Linked DNA regions of Urocitellus parryii: region 1 is linked to region 2. A link is a contact called in public Hi-C data. All regions are on one chromosome and are shown on one strand. The core of a region is the stretch at or near the end of the contact, and the rest is flanking DNA. Distances in the headings are between cores, read along the strand shown. Region 1 holds the start of Mcmbp (minichromosome maintenance complex binding protein). Region 2 holds the start of Tial1 (TIA1 cytotoxic granule associated RNA binding protein like 1).

Region 1 (6,634 bases), core at 926-3,425, 270 kb after region 2:
AATTGTATTCTTTCTGCACCATGCTCAAATATGCTTAAGATCACACACTTAGGGAACAAAAATCTGACACAAATACATTCAAATCTGTGTCAAATTTAAAATCATCTTATTAATCCACCAAGAGCCAGGGTATTTCTCATAAATGAATTTTCTAATATCAGAATCTTGAACTTAATGCTGTAAGCATTAAACCTTTTCACTGTAGAAGGTTTTTTCTCTAAAATCTAGTTATGCATCTATACCTTTAAACCAGTACTGTAATTGAATCTTCACTTAACATTTTGGAGCCATTATTCTGGACACCAATTAGTGGTTCCAATAATCATTATTATTAACAACAATTACTAGAATTTATTTATTTCAGTATCAGGGATTGAACCCAGGGCTTCATGCATGCTAGGCAAGTGCTTTACCACTGAGCTACAGCCCAGCCCTTTTCATTTTATTTATCCTTGAGGGTCTCCCTACGTTGTCTAGGTTGGTTTGGAACTTGCAATCCTCCTGCCTCAGTCTCCCGAGTAGCTGGGATTACAGTTGTGCATCACCAAGCCTGGCTCAATTACTAGGTTTTAGTGAAGGAATGTAGATCCCCTTTTCAAAGAACCCTGGCCAACTACATAGTGATTCTGCCTTTTGTATGTCAAGTTGATGGGGACTGAACCCAGGCCTTGGAATAGTAGGCATATGATCTACCATTGAGATAGACCTCTTTTCCATGTTTTCTTTTAACATACAGTTTTTAATTTCTTATCTGGTTGTCAGTGTTCACTGGCTATAATTTGGATGTCTATCCAGGCAGTCTTCGGATTTGCCGCCTTTGGTTTCAGTCTGAGAAACCATACACTAGTTAGAATTATAGATAATAAAGTTGCCGATGAGCACTAAGAGCCCTCCTATAAGAAATACATTTTATGTCATCAATTAGGAGACTACTTAGTTTCTTAGTAGTCTTACTTTCCCACGATGCATCTATTCAACCCAGAGCACTGTCTATGTTAAGGACTAGCTCTACCCCTAGTCCTTCTCATGTTTTACATAGGCAAGGGCCCTCCAACTCTAACTACAAACGAATCAGGTATTGCTATATAGCAGCGATTTCGGATTGACTGTGAATCCACCATTCCTAAGTGCAAAGACGCTAGGGAAGGGGGTGGGGATCAAAGGGCCCAGCCAACGAGAAATGGATCTACATTTTTCTTCCTGTAACCTTCGCTGAAAAGTAGCAACAGCAATTGCAACTAAAATTTACCGAGCTCGCCTGCCTCATTCTCAGCTCATTCTATGTAAAAAACTCACGGAAGAAGTTCAACATTGCTTGCTAGCTCTGGCCCGGGAGCACACACAAGACCAGATGGGTTGTAAAGTCATCTGAGCAGAAAAATGAAGCTACCACATTAAATCTGCTCTCTGGAGGAGAGGCTGGTGTAACCCAGAGGTGAGCGTCAACTTCGGAGCCAGGCGGCCGCACTCCCCGACACACCGGAAGTTTTGAAACACCCTGCGAGGCTCGCACAGGCAGGGTGGCTTCCTTCGCCACCGCTCCGCGGGCCCTCCGCGGGCCCTCCCCGGGCTCGAGGACCTCCCCGAGTCTGCGGCACTCGGGGCTGGGCCCCGGGCGGGCGCCAGGCCGTCAATCACGGCAAGTGCTGGCGGCCGCGCTTCCCCGCCCGCGCCGCGAGCCGGGCAGGTGGGAGGCACCTGCAGCCGCGGCCCGGAGAGGGCTGTCCGGGCCAGGCCAGGGGCCGCACGCGCGCTCCGGGGTCCCTCGTGGGGACCGCGCGGCCGGCCCGCCCCGGCGAACTCAGCGACCCGCCCGGCCCGCCCCCGGCGCGCCACTCACCGAAGAAGCCCTGCACGATCCCGAGCGGGTGGCTGAGCCAGTCCTCCCCGCAGGGCATCTCGCCGAGGGCCGGGGCCGGCGCGGCGCGGGCGGCGGCTCTCCGCGGGCCGAGCGGCCGGCGCCCAGCTCCTCGTCAGGGGCTCCGCGCTCCTCGCCCGCGCCCTCCCACGCACGGCGGGGCGCGGGCCACCCGGCCTCCGAGAGCAGCGGCTGCGGAGGAGCCGCTGGCGACCTGCAGGTGCAGCGCGCGGACCCCCAACCTCCACTTCGCACAATGGCGGGAAACAGCCGCCGCCGACCGCGCTGCCTGCGACCTGGGTGGAGCTCGCGCGGGAGGGGCGGCGGGGGCGCGCGGCGCGGCCCCGCGTACGGGCAGGAGGGCGGGCCGGCTCGCCCGGGGCGGGGCCGCCGCCATCTTGGAGACGGGCAACGGAAGGCGCCGCGTGTCACTCGAGCGGGCGTGCCCGGGCCTCCCAGAGTCCGCTCGCGAACTGAGTACGCGTCCTGGCGCGGGGGCTCGAAAGGCGGAGCCCCAGGAGTCCGCAGAGTCGGCTCTGGGAAAAGTTAGGGATGGAGGAGCCTTAGACGTCAGTCCAGCTCCTTTTCCTGCTTATTTTTTTTTCTTTTTTGCTGATGGCAACGCTTTTCTTTGACGCTGTGCCCTCAATCCTGTTGGAGCGACGGGGTGGGGGGACTGGGGACTGAACTCGGGGCGCCGTACCGCTGAGCTGCATCCTCGGCCCTTTTTAAATTTTGAGACAGGGCTGGCCTCGAACGTGCGGCCCAGCCTCTGCGGTGGCTGGCACTACGGGCGGACACCCGCGCGCCGGCTCCGAACCCCTAAGAAAAGACGCCCCGAGCCGCAGAGCCGTCTGAGGGAAGCTTGCACTTCTAAGACCCCCACGCGCCCTGGCTGCCGTCCCAGGCCCCGAGGCCGAGGGACCGGCTCCTGGTAGAGGCAGGTGCCCGAAAACCCACCGCCGGCCCAGCCCTGGCGCGGAACCTGGAGCGGCAGGGAGTACCCCGCGTCTCTCGGGCCGGGACGGCCGCGCGCCACCAAGGCGTGCGAGTGAAGCCCCGCCGTCACCCTTTGCTGAGGAGACGTGGGACAAGTTCAGCGGTGCCACTGAGGCCAGGAATGCACCTCAGAAAGCCAGGTCTTATCACGCCTCTAACCCCAGCTGCTCCGGAGGCTGAGTCAGGAAGATCAAGAGTTCAAAGGCAGCCCCAGCAACCGCCAGGCACTTAGCAGCTCAGTGAGGCCCTGTCTCTAAATAAAATACAAAATAGGGCTGGGATGTGGCGCAGGGGTCGAGTGCCCCTGAGTTCAATCCCTGGTACCCCCCAAAAAAAAGAAAAGAAAAAGAAAACCAGATCTCCTCACAGCAGCATCCTCTCAGCTGGGAAAGGGTGCATGATCCGAATGGAGTCAATAAAGTGGGGAGCTGAAGAACTAACCCCACTTCGCAGGGCAGAAGCTCACTTGGAGCTTGCAACAGGCACCGGATCCCTCCCCAGCACCTCAAAAACAAGCACACCGAATCAGCCTTTGGAGCCTGAAGTCCTCCTTAGGGGTGTAGGGGAGGGGAAAAACTTTTCCTGTTCTGCAGTGGGACCCCTTAACAAAGCATACACCAAGAGAAAAGCAGATCAACTGTATATCTCATGTATATATGGGGGAAACTTGGAGAAGAGTAACTTAGGAAGGGTTTAGAATTAGCCTTTTATAGCATCTTTGTCAAAAAAAAAAAATAGATTGTGGAGAATGACAGAGGAAAACAGTTTTAGGTTTCCAAAGGTGACAAACTGGGAAAGCAAAAATTCAGGAGACTAAAGGTAGACACAGTTCAGCTAGTGAACTTTGCTATGTCTCTTACCATCTCTGGCTTGGTAAGAGTCTAAAGGTGTCTTTGGTGATTATCCTTTGTCTTTGGTAGATATCGGGAGGGACACCTTTGGAACTTTATGTCCTGGTTTTTAGGTGAACGATGGGAGAGCAGGGGACTTTTCTTGTATGAGCTTCTCATTTGCCTTCAGCTCAACCCTTTTGTCAGAGTGGCATGTTTTGGGGTGACATTCTAGTTTACTTCAGGACAAAAGAGGTATTTTGAATTTCTCATTGTGAACTCCTTATTGACATACTGGATTATACACTTGTTCCTTGTGAGTTTAGTGAGCTGAGAAAAGGGTGAAGTCTGGGACATTGCTGACACCATTCTTTCAGCACAGAGGGTTGCCAAGTCCCTGGTGCTAAATGGGGGAACTCTTGTATTTTAGCTTTGTGCCTAGTAATATACAAATTAAAGTTATGACATAGAAATGAGTTTAAATCATTAAATTCAGATGCACTTCTTCTGAATTGCACCTTGATATCAATTCAGCAGTGGTAACTGTGGGGGGAAAATTACTTTCTTCCTTTCTGAGTTCATGGCTTTGTGTTTTATGAGAAAAGGAAGACCTGAAGAAGTGTTTAAGTCTGAGTGTTTTTATGCTTAGGTTTTTATATTTGAAATTTGTGGTGCTAGGGATTGAACCCAGAGCCTCATGAATGCTAGGCAAGTGTTCTGCCACTGAGCTACATTCCCCCACCTTTAACATTTAACCTATCAAAAATATTATAATTTGGAAGAAACAATTTTAAAATTGTTAATGGGATATTCTACTTCCCCCCCCACCCCCCCGCAGTGCTGAGGATCGAATCCAGTGCCTCACACATGCTAGGCAGGTGGTCTGCTGCTGAGCCACAGCCCCAATCCTATTTTACTTTTTTATTGTCTTTGAAATCTTGCATGCATTTTATACTTACAACACTTCACATTTCAGATTGTGGTCATGTTCTAGTTTCAATAGCCACAAGTAATTAGTGCCTAATGGACAGCATAGGAGAAATTGGGGTCTCGTAGGACTATATGTCAAGATTTTTTTGCTCAAAGGCATTTTGAAAGATCTTTTGACATTCTGAAAACCAAAAGATCAGATCAAGAACCGCCCCACCTGAACCTATTGTTTTAGGTAGCCTGTAGTTAGCCCCATGACTCTGATAGAAATGAGTTTGAGTCAGTTAAGTTACTTCCTAAGTTACTCTTCTCCAAGTTTCCCCCATATATACATGAGATATACAGTTGATCTGCTTTTCTCTTGGTGTATGCTTTGTTAAGGGGGTCCCACTGCAGAACAGGAAAAGTTTTTCCCTTCCCCTACATGGAACTGGATGGAAATAAAATATCAGGATTCCAGCCTGAAAGAGCCAGTAGCAGTTCAAGGGTTAAGGCATTTCCAGAGACCAGAACCAGAGGTGGCCTGGACTGACTAACCATGAAAATTCTCCACTGTTAGAGTTGGGAGCATTTTCAACTTATTCCTAGCGGGAGTCAATCATTTCTAAGTTACAGTGGTTGCTGTATTTTCCATTTCTCCTTTTTTCCAATGGGGTCTTCATTGCAATTGCAGTTGTTCTGTTCTTGCTCTACCATTGTCCTCTGGAGTACTTGGTCATAATTCAGTGGACTGGGAGGAGCTGCATCCAGACCCAATAAAAACGGCTGAGCCACCCCAAAGATCCTGAACTTTCAAGCCCAGTGCCTGGTTGCCTCTCTTGGGAAGGAAATATCTGTACATTCTCTGTGAAGAGGATGGGTGCATATTTGGTGGCCAGGGTCACATTTTGATTATCATTTGCCCACCTAATCTTCCTTCACAGGATGTTAGGGTGTGGCATCCCAGGTGGGAACTCAAGTTCCCAGCTTTTCTTGCTTCTAGGAGTGACTCTTTGCCAATGTTCTCACCAGTGGAATGTGAACAGAAATGATGTGGGCAGCTTCCTCCCACTTGTTAAAATGAAACATTTGTCCCAGGACTTCTCTGATCATTTCCTGCTGGCTTGGGTGGTAACTAGAGCAGCCTTGGAAGCCCTAAATATTAAGTGACCAAAAGGTCACAAATATGTACTTTTATATGAATGAGACACAAACATCTATTTTAATCAAGACACTGCATTTTGAGGTCTTTAAAAAAAAAAGTAACTTGAAGTCCTGAGAGCATGCTTCTGGTATTCCATGTGGGAAAATTTTCTTAGTTTATCCTTCATTTCTGTTTTCCAGTTGCTTTCATCAAAAGTGTGCTTGAGAGGTAAATATTTTGGGAGCTGAATTTCTTTGCATTTGACTGTATCCTTTGTGACCTATGAGATCTTTTTGTGACCTATGAGTGCTGCTGGCTGGATCTTTTCAACTACTGTTTTGGGCACTCAAACCTTTCAATTTGGAAACTTATATTCTTCATTTCTAGGAATAAGAATATTATTTCCCTCTCCCTGCATCTTCTCTCTCTATTTTTAGTGGAACTGTTAATATTCAGATTTTGGATTTCCTTGCTTGGTACTCTAATTTCTTACATTTCCTCTCCTAGCTCCCATCTGTTTTTCTTTTTGCTTTATTTTTTGGGAAATTCCTCACATCTATTTTTCTTCAACTGAGTTTTAATTTTGTTATTCTTTTTTCCCTCTGAATATTTCTTTAATATTTTCTTTTTCTCTTTTTTTTTTAATGCTGGGGATTGAACCCATGGCCTCACACATGCTAGGCAGGTATTCTATCACTGAGCTGCATCACTAATGCTTTTTATTTTGAGTCAGGGTCTCACTAAGGTGCTGATGCTGTCCTGGACCTTTTAATTCTCCTGTCTCAGCCTCTGGAGCAGCTGGGATTATAGGCACTCACCACTGTGCCCACCTTTTCTGCTGCTCATCTACCCTTTTTGCTGCTTCTAAAATCTTGTTGGTGTGGAAAACTCATC
Region 2 (6,974 bases), core at 884-3,383:
AACTGTTATCTTCCTTAAATACATGATAGCCCCTAAATCTAACTTTCCCAGATGTTAACTACCAAGCTTTGGCTTCAACAGATGTTGAGGACAAATTTCAAATTTGTCCTAATTCTGTTTTCTGGGAAGATGGGCAAAAAATGGAAGACAACAAAAAAAAGTTCTACTGAGCAAGCCTTTCATTCAAGTAGTAGATGTGCTTAAATTGGCCTTAAATTCCCAAAACAGGATGACAAGTACTTCAGAGTAAGACACTAAAAGAAATAGGAACAAAAAGAAAATACAGGCGAAAAAAAAAAAATCAAGTTTGAACATATAAGTCTACCTTCTTTAGGGAGCGTATACTTTTTTTGGTAGGAGTGAAGTTTTGAGAAGCTAATCAACCTCCTGAGTGTCCATCTACCTTCATCTATTCCCCAAAAAGTACTTTCCCCAGCAGATAACCCAGCCAAGTGAACTCTGATCATATCAATATCAGGCACAGGCAAGGGAAACAAAGCAGAGATTGGACTCCTTGTTACTCAGGGTAGGAGAACTGGGCCTCAGAGGCTGGGAATGCCAAAGGTGCGCAATTTAAACAATTAGAAATAACTCAGACTAAAAATAAAAATTAAAAAAAAGATACAAGAGAAGAAAAAGAGTGCCACGCTATTCAGAAAGAAATGTAATTGCTGAGTCATCACTCTTCATTGGAAAAGGAAGGAAAACTCGAATTAGGTGGTTGGAAGATGAAATCCATTCATTAGATTGGGCTTTGGGCAAAATGCAACAGCAAGACCAAAGAAGCGCCCCCCAAACACGCATCGTATAGCGAACGAAGACATGATTCTATCTGCTTCTGATGATTTCGACACACCAATTAGGAGGCGGCAACACCAAACAGCAAAAGAGTGTAACAACTGGTTGTCAGTTTGGCGTAGGGCGCGCTCAAAGTAAACTTCGCTCTCCGAGAAGGGAGCGATGCTGCGGCGGCCAGAGGCATTCCGCTTGCACTTCAAAAGTAGCGGGCGCTGGGCGGGTGTTTCTGACAGCGTGGGCGGGGGCACGTGGGGCAGAAAGAGACCAGGGGCTCCCGAGGCTGAAGAGTGTCTGGCTTCCTCCGAGAGCCGAGTTCGGGCAAAGAGCCGGGGGCGCCTCAAGCCCGGGACGTGGAGGGCGTGAGCGCTAATTCCTCCGGGCCCGCAAGGGATGCAGCGACGGTCCCACCCCCAGTCCCACCTCCACCAGGCCCAGCCCCCGTGGGGACCGGCAGCTCCCGGCCCAGCCCAGGGCCCCCAAGCACAGGGGGAGCAGAAGCTCTCTCGGGCCTGACAGCCTCAGCGGATGCAGAAGCCAGGCCTGGGAAAGGTGCGCGAAGAAGGGCGCGAGAGGAAAAGGTCGGGACAAGCCTCAGACCCCAGGAAGTGACTGCGTTTGGGGGCAGGGAGGGCTTCCTTCCCTAGGAAAAGGGGACAGATGAGGAATGCACTTAGCGTCCACGCCGCCCCGGCCAGGGAGCCGCCGAGAGTCCCGGCTTCGGCCCCCTGTCTCCTGCTCCCTCCCTTAGCGTCCCGCGGTGCCCGGGCCTCTAGGCTCCCGGCACCCCCGGTCTCGGGTACTCACAGAGTCCGGGGCTGTCCGTCGTCTTCCATCATGGTGGGTGCGACGGAGCGATCCCGGGACAAGGGGGAGGGCAGGGTTGGGGAGGGGAGGGGGTGGGGAGGAAGGGGAGGGGGGCTCCGGGCACCGGCTGGGGACAGAGGAAAAGGCACCGAACCCTGCTCTAGGGCTTTCTCCCCCCAGCCCGCTCCGGACACTGCGCTCCAACCAGGAGGAGCAGAAGGAGGAGGAGGATGAACAAAATGGCCGCCGCCACCAGCCAGGCAGGAAACGGGGCAGGGCGCAGGCGCGGCCCGCCAGGTCACCGCTCAGGCCAGCCGCGACGGCCTGCCCCGGGAGAGCTGAGGGGGGCAGAAAGCCAGGCCGCGGAGCAAGCCCTGTGCCAGTTCACGACGACTCCGTTGTCGCCGAGAGCCTGTCTGCTGGCCGTCCGACCGAACCCCAGCCAGTTCCAGCAGAGATCGGGCAAAAAGAGAAACGTCGTGAAGTGAAGTCTCTGGGAATCGCGGTCCTGGGAAGGAGCGAGGGAAGCACTTTCCAGGAGACTTCTGGGAACTGTAGTCCGAAGGAGACCCCGCGCCTCGCCGGGACGCGCAGGAGAGACTTCTGGGTAGTGTAGTCGTACGTGAGGGCGTGCGGCCACCAGGAAGTCGGCGTGCCGGGAGGGGAGGGAAGAGAACAAGCGACGGTAAAACGCGGGCCGGCCGAGTGGGAGAGTCGCTGTCCGGGAAGTGAACTACAAGTTCCAGCGTGCCTCGCGCCGGGGGCGGCTTCAGGACCGCTCCAGGCATCTTAAGGCTCTTCTGTTGGCCGGGCGTGAGCGTCGGCTCCGCCTCCGTCCTGGCCAAGAGCGGTTTCTTCAACTGCGGCTCAGGCGGTGCGCCGGCTCCGCGTGTTGTCAGAGCTATCAGGCCCTGCCGGCCTTCCTCTGGAGGCAGAACGGCTGGCCCGCGGTCATCAACCGCCAACTCGCGCCTGGCCCGAGAGAGGCTGGCCTGGCGGGCACCTGGCGGGACTTGACGGACCGCGGGCTCCCCAGGGGCCGGTCGCGTCTTTGGGGCGCCTTTTCCCGCAGATAGGAATTCCTAGACGAGGTAGTCTGGTAGGTTGCTGTACGTTTCGGAGGGCTGCCTACCTTCCATATCTCGTCGGGTTAGCGGGTGAGACGAGCAGCCGTCCATTTGAATGACTTGCCCTCCTTTCCCCCGTATTTAATCGTGGAAGTAAAAGTCTTTTAACAGAAATGCGTAGATTTAAGGTTGTGTTTACAGACATCAGCCATGTGGGGAAGGAAGTCTTGCTTGAAGAAGTGGAAAGCCACGTTCAAATTAGCTCTGCAGCCCCTCACCCCCCCACACACACCAGTCCTCCGTATGCTTTTTTACCTCCTCAGCACCGACAGGAAAAAGCACACAATTTGTAGCAGCTCTTGTGGATGAGTGAAGGGTGGAGGTGAAGAGAGGACTTTCAGTCTCTTGCCTGACCTGACAGTTCGCAGTTAACAGAGTTGTTTCTGAAGACCTCTGCAGGTACCATCGGATCCTAATCTTGTAGGCACCATCAGCCATGCAGCAACGCATGGTACTGTCAATTGGTGGGGAGGGAGATTTTAACCTGGAGGACTTCATAGAACGGTTGACAAAGGAGTCGAGCCCCATAAGACTCAATGGGAATAGCTAAAGGGTTCAGAGGCCAGCATCTATGGGTAAAATGTCTGGGTCTAGGGGTGGGAGTGTTGGCAGCAATGTGGACTTGGTCTTCAGTGCTAGAGATTTAAGCCTGGGCCTGTAGTACCATGTTGTCAAGGATCTATGCCATGCTGAGGGGTTGGAGTTTTATCTTCCAAGCAGTGAGGAACCATTGAAAAGTTGAATCTATTTATTTTTTAACTTGAACCTAGGTACAGAATTGGATTAATCATAATCCAATTCACTGACAGTGCCTAGCCCAATGTATTCGTTTTCTGTTGCCACTATAACAAATTAGTGTAAATTTAGAGACTTAAAACAACATGAATTTATTATCTGAATTCTGGAGGTTTCAAGCCCAAGTTCAGTTTCACTGGGTTAAAATCAAGATGTTGACAGGGCTGATTTGTGTTTTCCAGTTTCTAAAGACTGCCTGATTTTTTTACTCTTAGCCCCTTTCTCCATCTTCAAAAACTGTTGCATATCTTCTTTCCTTCAATGCTGTCTTTCTGGCTGGTCCTCCTGCCTCCTTTTCTTTCTTTCGATGATTTTAGGTGATTACTTTGACCAGGATAATCTCTGCATCTGAAGATCCTCAATCGAATCTGCAAAGTCCCCTTTTATATACAAAGCATTCAGCTTGGAGCAGTGGCACACATCTGTGATCCCAGTGATTCAGGAGGCTGAGCAGGAGAATCACAAGTTTGAGGCCAGCCTCAGCAACTTTTTTTGGGGGGAAAGGGTACCAGGGGTCGAATTCAGGGGCACTCGACCACTGAGCCACATCCCCAGTTCTATTTTGTATTTTATTTAGAGACAGGGTCTCACTGAGTTCCTTAGCATCTCACTAAGTTCCCTAGGCTGGCTTTGAACTCCCAATCCTCCCGTCTCAGCCTCTTGAGCCATTGGGATTATAGGCATGTGCCACTGCGCCTGGCAACTTTTTTTTTTTTTAATTTTATCCTTTATCTATATATCTATTATACATTTTATGATGCTGGGAAGTAAGTCCAGAGCCTTGCACATGCTAGGCAAGTGTATCAGTGTATCACTGAGCTACATCTCCAGCCCAGAACTCAGCAACTAAGTGAGACCCTATATCAAAATCAAAAGGGCTGGAAATGTAGCTCAATGATGAAGCATCTCTGGATTCAATCCTTAGTACAAAACAAAAACAAAAAACAAAAACATTCATATGTTCTATTTATTTAGTTTTTTAATAACAGATGTCCTGAACTATGAGAGAGAGAGAGTTTTAATATTTATTTATTTATTTTTTAGTTTTCGGCAGACACAACATCTTTGTTTGTATGTGGTGCTGAGGATCGAACCCGGGCCGCACGCATGCCAGGCAAGCGTGCTACCGCTTGAGCCACATCCCCAGCCCACATTCATATGTTCTAGGGATTAGGACATAGACACCTCAGTGGGCAGTATCAGTTTACTTATTGCTAATTTAGGAACTTAATATAATAGCTGCAAATCTTAAAAAGTCATCACAGCAATTTACATCTGAATGTATGGTATGTGTCACACAACAGTACTAATTTATCCCCCTCACCTTGGGTAACCATCATCCTGTGTACTTGTTTGTTTATTTATTGCGGTACTTCAGAATGTGCCCAAAGACACTCTACCACTGAGTTATAATCCCAGCTTTTTTTTTTTTTTTAATTTTGAGACAAGGGACTGGGGATGTGGCTCAAGTGGTAGCGTGCTTGCCTGGCATGCGTGAGGCACTGGGTTCGATTCTCAGCACCACATAAAAATAAAGATATTGGGTCCACCTTAATCTAAAAAATAAAATATTTAAAAAATAAATAAAAAAATTTTTTGAGACAAGATCTTGCTAAATTTTGAGGCTGGCCTTGAACTTGAAATCCTCCTGTTTCAGCTGGAATGATAGGTGTGCACCACTGTGCCTGGCTTTTCATTTACTATTTCTTGCTTTCCTTTTACAGAATTGTGTTACATATATATGTAGTCCTATGAAAAGTATATATCACATATATGCCCACTATACACCTATTAGAATGGCTAAAAATGCAAAACCCTGAGGACGCCAAATGCTGGGGAAGACTTAAAGCAGCAGGAACTCTCATTCATGTCAGTGGAAGCCACTTTGGAAGTTTGACATTTTCTTACAAAGCTAAACATAACCCCTAGGTATTTACCAAATGAATTTATCATAGTTTTCTGTTGCTGTAACAAAATACCTGACACTGGGTACTTGTAAAGAGGTCAATTAAGCTTACCATTTGGAAGCTGAAAGTCCAAGATAGGGTGGCCTTGTCTATTTGGCCTCTGATGGGTCCCTGTTGGCTCTACCACAACATGGCAAATTGGGTCACAATGGAAGTACAAGTGAATAATCTGCTTGGTAAGACAGGAAGTCAGAGGCCAGGTTCACTCTTTTTATAACAGTCTACTCTCATGGAAACTAAGTAACAACCCATGAGTACTACATTAATTCTTTCCAAGAGCAGTGCCTCTAATAACCTGAACCCCTTCCAGTAGGTTCCACTTCTTAAAGGTTACACCACCTTTCAAGATCACCATATTGAGGACCAGCTTCTACACACATAAACCTTTTGGGGGATACCCTCAAACCATATCCAAACCATCGCAGGGTTGAAAACATGTCCACATAAAATCCTGCATACATATGTTTATAGCGGCTTTATTTAGATTACCCAAAGTTGGAAGCAACCAAAATGTCCTTGAATAAATGAATGAATGAACTCTGGTACAATGTGGTACATCCATACAGTGAAACATTATTTAGTGATAAGAAGAAATAGGCCTTCAAACCACAAAAAGACATGGAGGAATCTTAAATGCATATTGCTAAGTGGGAAAAAAAATCTGAAAACACCACATACTTTATTCTAATTATGTGGCATTCTGAAAAAGGCAAAGCTATAGACAATTTAAAAAAAAAAATTGGTAGGTGTCAAGGGTTTAGGGGATCAGGGAGGATAACTGCATTTTTTTTAAATATTATTTTTTAGTTGTAGTTGGATACAATACCTTTATTTCACTTATTTACTTTTATGTGGTGCTGAGGATCCAACCCAAGATCTCACAAGTGTGAGGCAAGCGCTCTACCGCTGAGCCACAACCCCAGACCGATAACTGCATTTTTAAGGTGGTAAAATTCTGAGTGAAATTTCTGTCAAAACCCAAAAAACTGCAACTGAAGAGTGTGGATCCCAATGTAAGCAAAGACCTACTAATGTTTCTGTATTGGTAAATCAATTGTAACAAATGTGCCACAGTAATATAAATTGGTAATAATAAGGGAAACTATGATTGTAGTGGGGAAGAGGGTGTAGGGGCAGAACAGCGGGTGGTCCCTTCCCTCACATCATAACAGGTGATGGAAAACACCCTTATAACAAAAGACATTAACAAGACAAGAATAATAAATTAACTTGCATAAGTAGGGGAGTCATGCAAAATAGAAAACTCAAAGGAGTGCCAGATGGTTGGAATTTATATAGTGTAGATGCTTCAAGCTTCTTGTAACTGGTTTTAAGGCAAGTAATGAAAGAGTGAGGGAAGGAAACTGGATCTCAGAGAAAGGTTGTCTTACTCTCCAGATAGTCTTCTGGGTAGCAGCCATTGGAAGACCACCTGTGGTAATCTCTGCCTGGGCCAGGTGTCAGACCCCAGTCCCCTCTTGTC

Evidence for each region. Hi-C and Micro-C count contacts between places; a contact is called where the count stands out from the background.
Region 1: a contact with region 2 is called in a Hi-C map of muscle, with 4 times the contacts expected there. The contact joins the promoter of Mcmbp here to the promoter of Tial1 in region 2. A contact is called at or near these places in 2 of 2 Hi-C or Micro-C datasets (liver and muscle).

The regions. Positions count from the first base shown.
Region 1 is chr5:200,852,514-200,859,147 of mUroPar1.hap1, forward strand. Mcmbp (minichromosome maintenance complex binding protein) reads right to left here and starts at 2,176. Exons shown (of 16, transcript XM_026384260.2): 1 at 1,841-2,176. The coding sequence starts at 1,898.
Region 2 is chr5:200,577,975-200,584,948 of mUroPar1.hap1, forward strand. Tial1 (TIA1 cytotoxic granule associated RNA binding protein like 1) reads right to left here and starts at 2,134. Exons shown (of 12, transcript XM_026384163.2): 1 at 1,603-2,134. The coding sequence starts at 1,634.